Regions from separate parts of the Mus musculus genome. Here all the other regions are linked to region 3. The links are chromatin contacts, called in public HiChIP or PLAC-seq and promoter capture Hi-C maps. All regions are on one chromosome and are shown on one strand. The core of a region is the stretch at or near the end of the contact, and the rest is flanking DNA. Distances in the headings are between cores, read along the strand shown.

Region 1 (4,455 bases), core at 1,128-3,627, 62 kb after region 3:
TCCTTGCCCAACTGCAACTAGAGACCTGTTCCACGCAGACAAAGGGACCCAGAGGGTCTGCGGCACTTTTCCTCCTCCTTCTCCTTCCCCTTCCCCTTCCCCTTCTTCCTTCCCCTCTCCTCCTTTCCCTTCCCCCTTCTCCCTTCCCCTTCTTCCTTCCCCTTCCCCTTCTCTCCCTCTCCTCCTTCCCCTTCCCCCTTCCCCTTCTTCCTCCCCCTCTCCTCCTTCCCCTTCCCCCTTCTCCCTTCCCCTTCTTCTCCTTCTTCCTTCCCCTTCTTCCTCCCCCCTTCCCCTTCTTCCTTCCCCTTCTTCCTCCCCTTCTTCCTTCCCCTTCTTCCTTCCCCTTCTCCTTTCCCCTTCTTCCTCCCCCTTCCCCCTTCCCCTTCCCCTCCATCAGGGATGGAAAATCAGGGATGGTGATTTTCCCCAGACGTTCTTTTATTGTTGAGAATAGTTTTCACTATCCTGGGTTTTTTTTTTTTTTAATTCCAAATGAATTTGTAAATTGCTCATTCTGTGGAGCCACAATTATGCTTATACTTACACCATACAAAGACCCAACAAAGAAAGAGAACTTCAGACCAATCTCCCTTATGATCATTGATGCAAAAATATTCAATAAAATTCTTGCCAACTGAATCCAAGAACACATCAAAACGATCATTCACCACGATCAAGTAGGCTTCATGCCAGGGATGCAGGGATGCTTCAGAATATGGAAATGCACTCTATAAATAAACTCAAAGAAAAAAAAACCACATGATCATTTCATTAGATGCTGAAAAAGCATTTAAAAATTCAGCACCCCTTCAAGTTAAAAGTCTTGGAAAGATCAGGAATTCAAGCCCACACCTAGACATAGTAACAGCAGTATACAGCAAACCAGTAGCCAGCATCAAACTAAATGAAGAGAGACTTGAAGCAATCCCACCTAAATCAGGGACTAGACAAGGCTGCCCACTCTCTCCCTATCTATTTAATATAGTACTCGGAGTTCTAGCTAGAGCAATTAGACAACAAAAGGAGATCAAGGGAATACAAATTGGAAAGGAAGAAGTCAAAATATCACTATTTGCAGATGATATGATCATATACTTAAGTGACCCCAGAAATTCCACCAGAGAACTCCTATACCTGATAAACAACTTCAGCAAAGTGGCTGGATTTAAAATTAAATCAAATCAGTAGCCTTCCTCTACTCAAAGGATAAACAGGCTGAGAAAGAAATTAGGGAAACAACACCCTTCACAATAGTCACAAATAATATAAAATATCTTGGTGGAACTCTTAACTGAGGAAGTGAAAGATCTGTATGACAAGAACTTCAAGTCTCTGAAGAAAGAAATTAAAGACCTTAGAAGATGGAAAGATCTCCCATGCTCATGAATTGGCAGAACTAATATAGTAAAAATGGCCATCTTGCCAAAAACAATCTACAGATTCAATGCAATCCCCATCAAAATTCCACACAATTCTTCATAGTTTCAGGGCTTCTTAGGCGCATGTGCAGAGCCTGCTTTTCTTTGATGAGGCTATACTGTGTTGTCAGAACTGGAGAGAAGAGGCTCAGGTTCTTGCCCTGTAGTGTGCCAACTCTCAGGTAGTGGGCAGCTGTGCAACCTCTCAGGGCTGTGACTGGACCAGTTGTAAAGTGAGGTGGCTGGGACTGGCCTCCATAACTGTTGCTTTCCCAGTTATCCTTTCTTCTTGCTACATTTTATGTAACAAAGACTATCACAGGTGAAACAGCAAAAAGTGGTTGTTGCGGATTTTTCCCCTAATGTTTAAACCAAAACCTAGACCTTTGTAGTTTATTTATTGAGTATAACATTTCTAATGGTTGTCACTTAGAAAGTGTTCACAAAAGCCACTTGGGAGCAGTTCCTTCAAAGGCAAGATTAACTTGACAGGCAGCTCAGCAACAGTACCAGTGTGCACACCTGTATTGACTAAAATTACTCGAGACAGGCTCTATTATATGCCTGTTTTTTTTCCACCAAATTGTACTTCATAAACACAGAAAAAGTGTTCAAGCTTCAGCACCAATCCTTTTTTCAACATGTGTCATGATAGCAAAGACACCTTATTATCTGGGAGGCACTAAATACCATCACAAGTTAAGAGGAAGGCAGTGGCAGAGATTTCACTGAGACACAAGACAAGTTTGTCTGCGTGGAAAAGCAGTGTGAAGGGCAAGGCAGGGAGTGCTGCAGCCAGGAGGCTGCAGGGAGTGCTGTGGCCAGGAGGCTGCAGGGAGTGCTGTGGCCAGGAGGCTGCAGGGAGTGCTGCGGCCAGTTGGAGCAAGAACAGCTCTCTAGGTTCCCCTACACCAGTCTGTGTGTGTAACAGTGCAGACTGCTGCCATGTTTTACTTCCTGCCGCCAGAGCTTTAAGGCACTCAGTTTGTGGTGATTTGCGCAGGGAACTAGCCTGCAGACAGAAATTGCTTCCTTCTGTGGTAGCAATGTTTAACATTTGGTTCTGTGGTGACTTTAACATTTTGAGAAACGGTGGAACTGTTTTCTAACCCATTAGTCACCACTGTCTTACATTTGTAGTGGTATTGTATGGGGCTTCTAGCTTTTCCACGCACTTGCTTAGCTTTCTCTCTTTTTGTTTGTAACTGTCCTAGTAGATGTAAGTGGTATTTTGTTGTGGCTTCAATATGCATTTCCTTAATGAATAAAGATGCTGCTAGCTTTATGTGTGCTTATTAGCTCTTTGTATATCTTCTGTGCGGAAGTATGTCTAAAGCTTTTCCCAGTCAGGCTTTAACTGAAATCTTCCTTTCAGTTCTCAAGTGTCTATTTGTTTCTTGGCTTTAAAAATGATTGTATTTATTCAAATAAAGTCTATGTTACTCAGGCAGCGCAGGACCTAGGATTGATAATTCTTCTGCTTCAGCCTTGTGAGTGGTATAGCTACAGGCATATATCTAACATGATGTCTGGCCTTTTTGTTATCATTGAAACTATTTGAAATACATAACTTGAAGTTGGTAGTGATGATACCTCCAACAGAGCCAGTTCCTGGCTCTTTTGTGTTTCCATATGAAATTTAAGATTTGTTTCAATTTCTGTGAAAAATTTCGTTGGAATTTTCATAGGGTTCTGTTGAACCTGTCAATTACTTTTGATAGGATGACCATTTTCACAATATTAATTCTCTTAAGCCGTGGGCATGGAGCATCCTTCCATCATCTGGGATGTTTTCAGCTCCTTTGTTCATCATCTTAACTTTTTTCATTGTACAAAGTATTGTTCACTGCTTGGTTATGTGTATTACAAAATTTCAGGGGGATGGAGATAGTAAATTTCACCGTTCTGTCCTTGATTCTTTCTCAGTGTTTTTGTAATTCATATATATATGATAGCCACTAATTTTTTAAGTGTTTATTTTGTAGCCTATAACTTTGTTGAGAATATTGATCAGCTGTAGTCCTTGCTCAGTTAATCCCAATATTTAGAGCTGTTCCTCTTTTAGGTCCATCTGTTTTCTCTTCATCTTCAAATCTTGGTTTCTTAAAAAGTCTAGATTTTGTTTTAGCATGGTAGCAACAGCTAATGAAATACTGGCCTTTTATTCAAATAGAAATAAAGTTTTGTTTCTCTGCATCTTCCTATATAATGTCATGATGACTTAAGACATAAAGTGAGACCAGTAGTATAAAAAACGTCCATGAAATGTGGGCAGTTAGTGGAGTATCCAGAGTGTGAGTGTACTCTGGGCCCTTAGTTGGGTATCTGATGTGGGCGGTTTCTGGAGAATCTAATGTGGGCCTTTAGTGGAGTATCTTGACTGTGAGTGTACTGTGTGCAGTTAGTGGAGAGTCTGATGTGAGCGATTACTGGAGTATCTCGACTGAGTGTACTGTACTGTGTGCGGTTAATGGAGTATCTGGAGTGTAAGTGCTGACCCGCCAAGTGTTAAGTGCATTGTGGTGCTGGGCACTAAGTCAAAGAGCTGTGCAGAATGATGGTTACCTTGCTATTTTTGCTTAGTAGTCGGACACTTGACATATTTATGATACACTAATGAATAAATACTTGTATTTGTATAACCCGCTAGTTGTTTCTCTATTTTGGCATTGGTGCCTGATTAGTTAAGACAAATTTAAGTGCATGAGTTAGTGACAGGTTTTATATCGGGTCCTTAATAATTATATTTCTCACCTCATTTTTACACTGTGTTAAAAATATTTAGCTTAGTAAACATTTGACATATTTTGTTTTTTCTTAAGGAACATAGGAGAGCTAACAGAAGCCAGCGTGTGTAGTTTATTGTGCTAATCTGAATGAGTTGTGATTATGATGATGATAATTTTGTTTCCTGAGTTTATGCGTTCCCTGCCCCTTTCTTCCTTTCGACTGTTCATTTTCTTTTCCTCAGGATACGACTTGATGAACTGAGAATGTTCTTAGAGAATGAGACATGGGAGCTTTGCCCTGTTAAGTC
Region 2 (4,519 bases), core at 1,035-3,534, 35 kb before region 3:
GTTTGTTGGAGACATGTTTCCCTAAACTGGAGCTTGCTAGTTGGCTAGACTGGTCTACTCGGTTCCCAGGGCCGAGGTTTCTGGTGCTTGCTGCTTTAAGGGGCTTTTTATGTGAGTTCTGGGATTCCAGACTCAGGTCCTCACTCTTTCATGGTAAGTAGTTTTTAAATTGAACACTTTCCCAAGCTCCAGAATAATTTTTCTCTTTCTTCCTTTCTTTCTTCCTTCCTTCCTTTCTTTCCTTCTTTCTTTCTTTCTTTCTTTCTTTCTTTCTTCCTTCCTTCCTTTCTTTCTTTCTTTCTTTCTTTCTCTCTCTTTCTCTCTCTTTCTTTCTTCCTTCCTTCCTTTCTTTCTTTCTTTCTTCCTTCCTTCCTTCCTTTCTTTCTTTCTTTCTTTCTTTCTTTCTTTCTTTCTCTCTCTTTCTCTCTCTTTCTTTCTTTCTTCCTTTCTTTCTTTCTTTCTTTCTTCCTTCCTTCCTTCCTTCCTTCCTTCCTTCCTTTCTTTCTTTCTTTCTTTCCTCCTTCCTTCCTTTCTTTCTTTCTTTCTTTCTTTCTTTCTTTCTTTCTTCCTTCCTTCCTTTCTTTCTTTCTTTCTTTCTTTCTCTCTCTTTCTCTCTCTTTCTTTCTTTCTTTCTTCCTTTCTTTCTTTCTTTCTTTCTTTCTTTCTTCCTTCCTTCCTTTCTTTCTTTCTTTCTTTCTTTCTTTCTTTCTTTCCTCCTTCCTTTCTTTCTTTCTTTCTTTCTTTCTTTCTTTCTCTCTCTCTCTCTCTCTCTCTCTCTTTCTTTCTTTCTTTCTTTCTTCTCCCTCTCTCTCTCTCTTTCTTTCTCTCTTTCTCTCTTTCTTTCACTGGATTCAATCTTACACAGCAGACATAGTCTCAGAAATAGTGCTAGATTGTGCAACCTATACCTGGGCCAGAATATTACTTTGTACCCCATAACTATGCATAATCAATAAGTATCGATCAAAGAAGAAAAGAGAAAAAAATGAAGACAGAAACACTCCCCTGCTTCCTGCTCCAGAAAGTAAAGAGACCAGCTGTCCCTTTAGTGTTTTCTTTTTCAAAAACCATGTTATTGTGTCTCCTTTTTGTACTCTATGTAATTCTTTTAATATATTGCTTCAAACCAAAACGTTTTTAAAATTTCAAACCAGAAATTCTTGGTTCTACTAGGAATTGTTTTTTCTCTCACTGACTTTGAGAGTGTTTTCTCTGATGGGGCTCTCTGGCGTTTCTTGTCACATACTTAGCCATAAAACCACAGCATTGTCCCTGGTTTTCTCCATTAGATGGTTTTTCAGTGCACTCCTGGACTCCGCCAAGCAGTTGTTTTCAATGTTTGCCCAGAAATGAGCAGGGATTACTTTGTTGGGGCTGCTCCACTTGCCGGAAGAGAAGCGGTTATTGATGTTCTACTCAGAGTCAACAAATGACAGCTAAAGGAGGAGTGGAAGGGGACTTTGGCAGTTAGGCCTGCAGGCAGCTACACACACAAAAACAGAGCTTGGTTTCATTATTTGAAGACTGTGGCTTAGCTTCTCCATGGCAAAGAAGAGGCAGATCTAGTAACAGCCCTGAACTTAACTGGCTAAGTGGTTTGCTGCCTTTGGCCTCAACACAGGTTTTGTTCTCAGAGGGACCAGTCCTATGCAGTTGGAAATAGTCAGCCTTGAATGCAAACATGTTGGGCCTTTGATGCTGACTGGGCCATTCTTCCCTGGTAGCCTTCTTGCCTGGTATTATAATTACTGACAGAGCATTGCGGCTATAAAGTTGCTATGGTCACTGAAAGGTCATGGGGATAATTAAGGCTATTTGAGCACTGGCCAGATTGAGCCTTTCACACCCTGATGTGGATTCCTTAGAGACACATTGGTAAGGAGAAACATATGCAGCAGACATGTCATTCCAGAGTTCTGCCTCTTGTCTACCTACCTGCCCGTGCGCATGGCTCTACATGGTATTTCTACACTTGCCTGTTTCATTTTTCAAAACTAGTTTCACAGGAGGATGTATCTTGAAGAATTTCACATATTTTGAAACTATAGCTTCCTCTTTTAATATTTTTGGAGCTTTCGGAAATGCAGCTGCTGACGTCTGAGAGCCTCCATTGCACCCAGCAAACACACTCATACTTACTCTGTATTTTCTTGCTGTTGTTCTGGGATATGCTGAATGACTTCATAAATTGTTCCGTGAATATCTTGCCCTGTTACACCATCAGAGGCAGGGGAAGACCTACTTGACATCTAGAAAACACAGCACAATAATAGACAAAGCTTAGCCCTCGATTATCCAGAAACACTCAGTAGTGTGAGAGATGGAGAACAGATGCTCGCGACCTCTGGAATGCTACTTCCTGCACTCACATTATGTTATTCCAGGAGTAGCTTGACAAACCATCCACTTATTTCATCACTTAAGAAAAAATATGCAAACTACCGGGCAGCCAAACAATAGGGAGAAAAGTAGCAAAAGGAGGAATTAAAACAAAACAGCAACAAACAACAGCTTGACAGTTTAGAACCAGAAAGCACATATAAAGCATTGTATCTTAACTGCTCTTTTCAGCCATTACACAAGTCAGTATGGCTTTTCTGAAAGGATAACATGAAGCCAAAAGTCATCATCATACTTCCGGAGAATAAAGGAGCAAAGGGTGATGCTTTGGTCTTACTGTGGTGATGCCTCTGGGGACTACAGGCTTCACTGAACAAGAGAAGGATATAGTGTAAAAACCATAACATGCTTTGTTGAAACTTATGCTTTCCTCATGCTCCTCACAGTTTGAATTTTCTTTCTTTCTGCAAACACTGCCTTCCAGTTTATTGTCTGTCTGGTCTTCCTTTCCACTCGCCCCTCTTTTAAGCACTCTTCTATCTACCTGCAGTCCTTCCTGTTTACACAGCATCCTCCCCAGTGAAGGGGGTGACACTACGGAATGTTTTCTGTGTTGGGATGCCTTAGTGCTATGTGGTTTTGGAAACCATTTTCACTCCTCCTACTAAAGTTCCCAAGGGAAGCATTATGGCCACAGGCTATGACTTTTCCAGTCATTTTGGGCTGAAATTTCCACAGAATTTATAATTGAGACTGCATCTTCATTTTCCTTGGGATGAAGGTGGTCAGGGGCTATGGTAGATGTATGCTAACATATATGATCTAATATTGAATGGCAGCAAATTTGTTAATGTTATGCATTTTTCCTCTGTCCAACTCCTGGAGAGGTGCTAAATGGTTAACAGAGCGCACAACAGGTAAAGGGAGAACGATCCATCTTATACATACTACAATAACCAAAGAGACTGTTTTGATTTTTAAGATGCAAATAAATTAATAATTAAACTTATTTCTCCTCTTAATGACACTTTTGAGAATATTTCTTTTATTGGTAGTTGTTTTCTTCTTAGGCTCATTGTCTTGGACTGTCCATCTTCATGTGCAAATGGCATTCTGGCTTCTTCTCACTCAGCTCCTCTCCCACGTATCCCTGCCCTCACTCTCCTACTTTGGCTGTTCCTTCTGATTTCACACCTCATCCCCAAAGCACCTGACATGGCCAATTAAGGTGGTCAGAAGAATTCTCACACATTTCTGATTCAAGAATGAGCATGGCTCCAAATCAAGTTCTGCTGTGTGTTACAGAGTTCAAGCATTGCTTCTGCCATGCCACTCAAGGGCAGGCTTGTCTGCTTCAAGACCACGGGCACTAAAGTACTTGGGGTCAGTAGAGGGCTTCAATTAGTGTTCCAGTCTATGTACAATCAATACCCCATTCTTAGTATTAGTCACCATTCACTCCTTAATAATGATCCATTAGGAATATATGTGTGAATTTTTTTAAGTAAAGACATTCTATGTTTCAAAGTTCAGTATGTCCATTTACCTCTTCAGTCTCCTGCTCTAAGCTTTGAAGCTACACCTTAGAAGGGTTTGTCAAAGTACTACAAAAGTCCTTATAGCTAACAGATCAATCACATATTTATTTTGTCTTATTTGGTTCTGGAGGTGTGACACCATTCTGCATCAAAGTGGGCACTGGCACTTCATTGTCAGGTGCGCCTCTCCTCATCTATGGCAGCATGGGAGCTACTTACCCTCAGGAGGGCAAAATCCAATCAACCCCTCTCTATTACTCACAGGACATTTCTGAAATAAAGTCTGTAGCCAGGAAACTCACTGGATGAAGCACACGGGGTGATAGAATGCTTAGAACAAAGGGGCTATTTCCGAATGGCAAATAGTTCTCTTCTAAAAAATGGAAGAAAGAAGAAGCCAGAAGCAAGCAATCCATTTCTGGTTCCATCCGTAAGTGGACTATTACAGAGGAATAAGGAGACAGAAGAAAAACCAGTCTTTACACATCCGTGAGTGCTCATAAGCTAAGACTTCAGAGGCATATTCTGCTTGAAACTGATTATCTACAATTTTTTGAAGAGACTGCCTGAATATAAATGGTTTCAACTATAAAAGCCCCTACCTTTTTAAAGGATTGCACCTTTAGGGTAATAAAAAAAGT
Region 3 (4,707 bases), core at 1,305-3,804:
CAAGCATAATTCTCATTTTTCTTAACATGTTTCCCCAGAAATAAACCCCTGTGCTCTTTAGTCTATGTTGTCTGCTCCTTAGCCATTCCTTAAGAATTTCACACAAATTTTCATAACAGACTGCACAACATCCAATTGGAAAAAAAAAAACCCATAGGATTTAAATAGATACCCCACAAGCTCCTTCACTCCATTTAGATCATTCTTCATATTGATCAAATAAGATCATTCTTCATATTGTCCTTAAACTAAAAATGGCTTATTATGAGAGTTCCAGGATCCTTGGTAAGATGTGGGAAACGAAGACAGTATGGAGGGGTGCCCCTAGTATCAAATATATAGCATTTAAAGGACTTACGAATATTCCAGTATTTTCCACATTTTATATTAAAATGCCAACTTTTGTGACAGAAAGAAATAGTAGGTATTTTAATAAGGACTTAGATACAAGAACGATCCATTTTTGTGCTCTTTTCCCTGTTATTATATACATTCAAATTTTTGCATTATATGTGTGGTTTGTACAAGAACTGTTCACATTAACCATGCGCCCTCTAGTGGTTTGCTGGTAAATATAACTGTTTGTGACAGTACTGGTGAATCAGGAGTTGAACATTGAAATCATACAGGCAAATTTAACTTCAAGAGCTCCCAAAATGACAGAATTCCTAAAATAGTTCCAAAGAGTTTTCTAAGAAAAGGAAAATTCTCCCAGAAATATGGCATCACTTGGAGGCAGTGGCAGGGAGATCTCTGAGCTTGAAGCCAGCCTGAGCTATATAATGAGATCTCCTCTGGGGTTGGGAGGTGGGGTTGGGTTGTCTTAACACAGTATTTCATAGCACAGTTGATAATCTACCATCTGCTTCTGTAATAAAAAAAAAAAGGTCCCATATCCTCGACTGTTTACTCACCTTAGTTATATTTGCATTAAAATGAATGCACTAAAACCATTTCTGTGCATAACGATTACATTAATATAAGGAGTCACTGAAAGTGTGTGGGTGATGAGGGCAGGACTGCTTTCTGGTCTTGCCAATCACACATGGTTTACTGTTCATTTACATTATTGGGCTGGTTTTGTTGTACACAGTGAGCAAGCATCTACTACAAGCATTTCAAGCAGCTGTAATCTTTAATACAGACCCCTTCATATCTGTAGAATTATTTACACTAGGAGAATCAATTGGGGGAAATCCTCAAGATTACATGAATGGTTGTATCTAAGGTGAACTAACTTTGTAATTACATTGCTCCCAAAGAGAAGTGCATCTGCAGGAAAAGCCAGCCACTAGAGGAGGCAACTGCATAGGCGATTTCTGAGCTAGTGTCCAACCCTCCATACAGTCAAGTTTATGCTTTGCTTTTATAATAAAAACATTAGTTATTAGTTTTTATAATACGTTAAACTAATGTAGTTAAAAGGCACTGGTGTCCTGATTTAGGAGTCACTCCTCAGCATAATACCGGGAACCTTTAAGCATTTAAGTCATCAGTTTATACGTCTAACAATCTTAGGTAAGTATCTTAACTTCTCCATGCCTGTTTCACCATTTTTTAACATGAAGATGATGGTAACTCCAGAAGATGTTCATGCATACGAGCTTGCGGGTGTGTTTCTTGTGTTTTTCTTTCTTTCCTTTTCAATCTTTTTGTTTGTTTGTTTGCATGTTTTGTTTTCTAGAGGGAGAAAGAAAGAAGGTGCGTGGAAGCAAGTGTGGCGGTAGGGGCAGATCTAGGATGAGTTGGGGGAGGGGAGACCTGATCAGAACATATTGTATGAAAAATTGTAGTACAAAAACAAAACAAAACAAGGAAAAGATGCTCATGTAGATAAATGCATAAGGTCATACACATGAAGCCATTAACAAAATTTCTCCCAATTCGTAAGTTTTCATTGTTACCTATTGTTATTAGCTCTGGGTTTGCTGCCCCCCACAGCAAAGTTACCCCGTTACTTTCTCCTTTATACTACTAATAACAAGATCAGGGCTTTAAAGTGACAAGTGCCCTCATACTTACTGACATCTGCCTCGACTTGCCTTTGCTAAAGCAGGTAGAAAAATGATAGGTGGGGTAGACGAAATCCTTTGATTTTTCTAGAGCGTTTTCAGGAAATGCCAAGAATGAAGAAGAACCTACGGCTGGCCATCAGTATCTTAGGGGTCCTGCCTCCCACTTTCCTCAGGGCACACCCAGAGCCACTGGGAAATTCCTTGTCTTAAGTCACCTTTCCAAGTGCTCTTTATGGAGGTCAATCAGTCTCTTTCCTCGCCTCTCTAGCCCAGGTGTGCTTTCTCTTGCACTCCTAGAGGGCATCTTGTCAAAGTGGACTATCTACAGACGCTTCAGAGTTGTTTAGTTCAGTGGCCAGACTACCTAAGTCATAGGTATTCGCCTCGCCCAACGCTCTTCCAAGTCCAGGTAGTGGCTCTGGAACAGAAGGAGTCCCAGTTCATTGAAGCGACTGCTTCTTGGGAAATGTAGTACTGAAGTTGGCCTCCTCCTTTGATTGCAGCCGGAAAACTACATTTCCCGTCATGCTCGGGGAAAGGAAGGCTGACCCAGGCGGGCAGCTCCACGTGACGACTCACTATGGCTTCCCTGTGTTGTAGCCGGCTGTCTGGTGGGATTATGTGATTTGTTACTTCTCCGAGGCAGGGTAATTGTCTCTCGACTTCGACATGCAAAAAATCAAATCTCTCATGACCCGGCAGGTGAGTTCTGTTTTCTGAACTAAAGAGCTTCCCGCTCCCGGCTGTGAGAGGCGCCGAGACGCCCAGTTCCTTGGTGGCGGCGGGCGTAGGCTTAAGTTATAGTGGGTGGCGGGGCTCAGGGGTGTTGGGCAGCTAAGTAGTACACTGGAAATCTCAACTGAGCCTCCTAGATCCGACCTCGACTCCTTGAAAGAAGTGTCTTCCTACAAACATTTCGTTTAGACAAAGCCAATCAGGGAGCTGGGCTGTCTTTGTACCTTCTCCTTTGCTTTAGTTTCCTTTCCAGGACAGCCTTAGCTGCTTTGCAGCGTCCCCCTCGTCCTCACTGGTGGTCGTTTGCCAGTAGGTGCCCTGGAAAGTGAGGTGGGGTCTGTGCAGTAGAGAAAACTCGAAAGAGCAAGGGTGAAGGCAAAGGGCTGTTTGTAGCCAACATTGGTAGTGTTGTGGATTGGCAGTAACTCTCCAAACTTGTAGCTGTGTTTTTGGATTTAAACATGGGAATGACAATTCCTTTTCTATCCCCCTCCCATCTCAAAGTATCGCATTGTAAGTCACCAGTAAGCTAGTATATGTCAGCATTCTTTGTGTATTGCTACTTAAAAAATAAAATTCTGACAAAGAATTTTTTTTTTCAGAATGATAATTCAGGAATAAGACTGGTACTATATCTTGTCTCACATATGTTAGAGCTTCCTAATACTGTGTCTCAACTTCCTTCGAGGAGTTGAAGAAATGTATGTTTTTTTTAGGTATTTATTGATCATTTTATTTCAGAAACCTTTGTTTTGACTGTAGCATTTTTAGCTACTGAAACATAATTAGAATTTTTCTTTGTTTTAATAAGAAAGAAGTGCAATTTAGATGAGTTTTAAAATCATTGTGGCTTAGAAATGTTGGTAGAGTCCTTTCTTTAAAGCTTCACTTATAATTTCTTTTTCTTAACAAGAGAACAGAAGACTTCTTGTCCTGCTTGAGGATTCAAAGTGTCAGCAGTAGTGGGACAGACACTTGTAATTTCTTATAGACAGTACGTACGTGATCCTTGCATAATGCTTTTCTTTTTCTTGATTTGAGTCGAGAAACTAGGAAAAAATTTTCTATGAATAATAAAACAAACAAGCAGGGGGCAGAGGCACTTAGCAGCCTTTCACGTTGTTGGACACTGGCGCTGTGCGTCTTGCTGCTTCTTACTTGAGAATAGGTTTGGAGGCTGCTCCATCCTGAGGTGAGAGGAGAGGGAGCAGACACTCAGGAGCCCCTCAGATTTGGATGACTACATTCTGGTTTTGCGTTCTGTCTCCTTGGTCTTGCCTGTTAAGCAGCATAGTCCATTGTCTGCCATACAGCTTATAAATACCTTGGGCTGCTGCATTTGGGTTTTTTCTTCCTAAGGTTGGTGCTCTCCTTAAATTCCAAAGAATTCCAGAGAACTGGTGATAATATATCCATAATGTTTGTAAATGTAATGCTGACTCTGCAGAAAGTGTGAATTCTTAAGCCTCACACAGTTTACTGAATTATAGTAGGTTATATCTGTAGTTAGTTGGAGAAAAAAAATCTTTAGAACGTATACAAGAAACTACTGTATAAATAATAGTAATGTAAAGTTAACAGGTTTATGCAAATGTGTGGCCCTAATTATATATGTTTAAAGCTCAATTTATACATATATTATTATTGTGCTGTTGATGTATATTAAAGAGATGAAATTCTGATTTATGAAAATTTAATTTTATTTGGGTTCTCTCTCTCTCTCTCTCTCTCTCTCTCTCTGTCTCTCTGTCTCTGTGGCTCGATTGCTCACCATTTTGATTGTTCTTTGCAGAACGTTCACAGGGATGGGTGCCCTTAGTTAGCTGGCCTTATGTAGATGAGACCTGTGACTCATCGTTCCTCACTATGCTGGCTTCTGTTCATTCAGTTTTGTCAAACTGAATTGAGTGTTGTGGGCCAGGCACTATTCCAGCAGATTTGGGAGAGGCAACAATGA

What was found. Promoter capture Hi-C pulls out the DNA fragments that hold promoters and counts their contacts. HiChIP or PLAC-seq counts read pairs in DNA pulled down with a chosen protein or histone mark.
Region 1: an H3K27ac HiChIP or PLAC-seq map of stem cell-derived epiblast-like cells shows a contact between it and region 3, with 4 times the contacts expected there. The contact joins the enhancer-like site here to the promoter of Vps50 in region 3. A contact is called at or near these places in 1 of 39 promoter capture datasets (macrophages), 1 of 484 Hi-C or Micro-C datasets (erythroblasts), 4 of 115 datasets of contacts at active chromatin or transcription factors (embryonic stem cells, extraembryonic endoderm stem cells and stem cell-derived epiblast-like cells) and 3 of 9 other capture datasets (adipose tissue, embryonic stem cells and liver).
Region 2: a promoter capture Hi-C map of pre-B cells shows a contact between it and region 3, with 2.4 times the contacts expected there. The contact joins the enhancer-like site here to the promoter of Vps50 in region 3. A contact is called at or near these places in 8 of 39 promoter capture datasets (the C10 cell line, embryonic stem cells, epiblast stem cells and 4 more), 1 of 15 datasets of contacts at CTCF or cohesin (pro-B cells), 10 of 484 Hi-C or Micro-C datasets (B cells, the C10 cell line, the CH12 cell line and 7 more), 5 of 115 datasets of contacts at active chromatin or transcription factors (the 230-238 cell line, the SCID.adh cell line and embryonic stem cells) and 2 of 9 other capture datasets (adipose tissue and pancreatic islet).

The regions. Positions count from the first base shown.
Region 1 is chr6:3,557,879-3,562,333 of GRCm38.p6, forward strand. It overlaps Vps50 (VPS50 EARP/GARPII complex subunit), which reads left to right. Exons shown (of 28, transcript NM_024260.5): 17 at 4,390-4,455. It overlaps Gm52885 (predicted gene, 52885), which reads right to left. Exons shown (of 3, transcript NR_168043.1): 3 at 4,255-4,455. Among named protein-coding and RNA genes, the nearest start is that of Gm52885, 10 kb to the right of the region's middle. Within about 2 kb of position 2,378, at least 23 of the 459 cell types and tissues checked have an H3K27ac peak or open chromatin away from gene starts, as enhancers often do. A contact at or near this core is called in embryonic stem cells and stem cell-derived epiblast-like cells, where this site is marked.
Region 2 is chr6:3,461,122-3,465,640 of GRCm38.p6, forward strand. It overlaps Hepacam2 (HEPACAM family member 2), which reads right to left. Exons shown (of 10, transcript NM_178899.5): 9 at 2,140-2,249. Among named protein-coding and RNA genes, the nearest start is that of Hepacam2, 31 kb to the right of the region's middle. Within about 2 kb of position 2,285, at least 36 of the 459 cell types and tissues checked have an H3K27ac peak or open chromatin away from gene starts, as enhancers often do. A contact at or near this core is called in the 230-238 cell line, the CH12 cell line, adipose tissue and 4 more, where this site is marked.
Region 3 is chr6:3,495,839-3,500,545 of GRCm38.p6, forward strand. It overlaps Vps50 (VPS50 EARP/GARPII complex subunit), which reads left to right and starts at 2,555. Exons shown (of 28, transcript NM_024260.5): 1 at 2,555-2,717. The coding sequence starts at 2,685. It also overlaps a transcript of Hepacam2 not described here.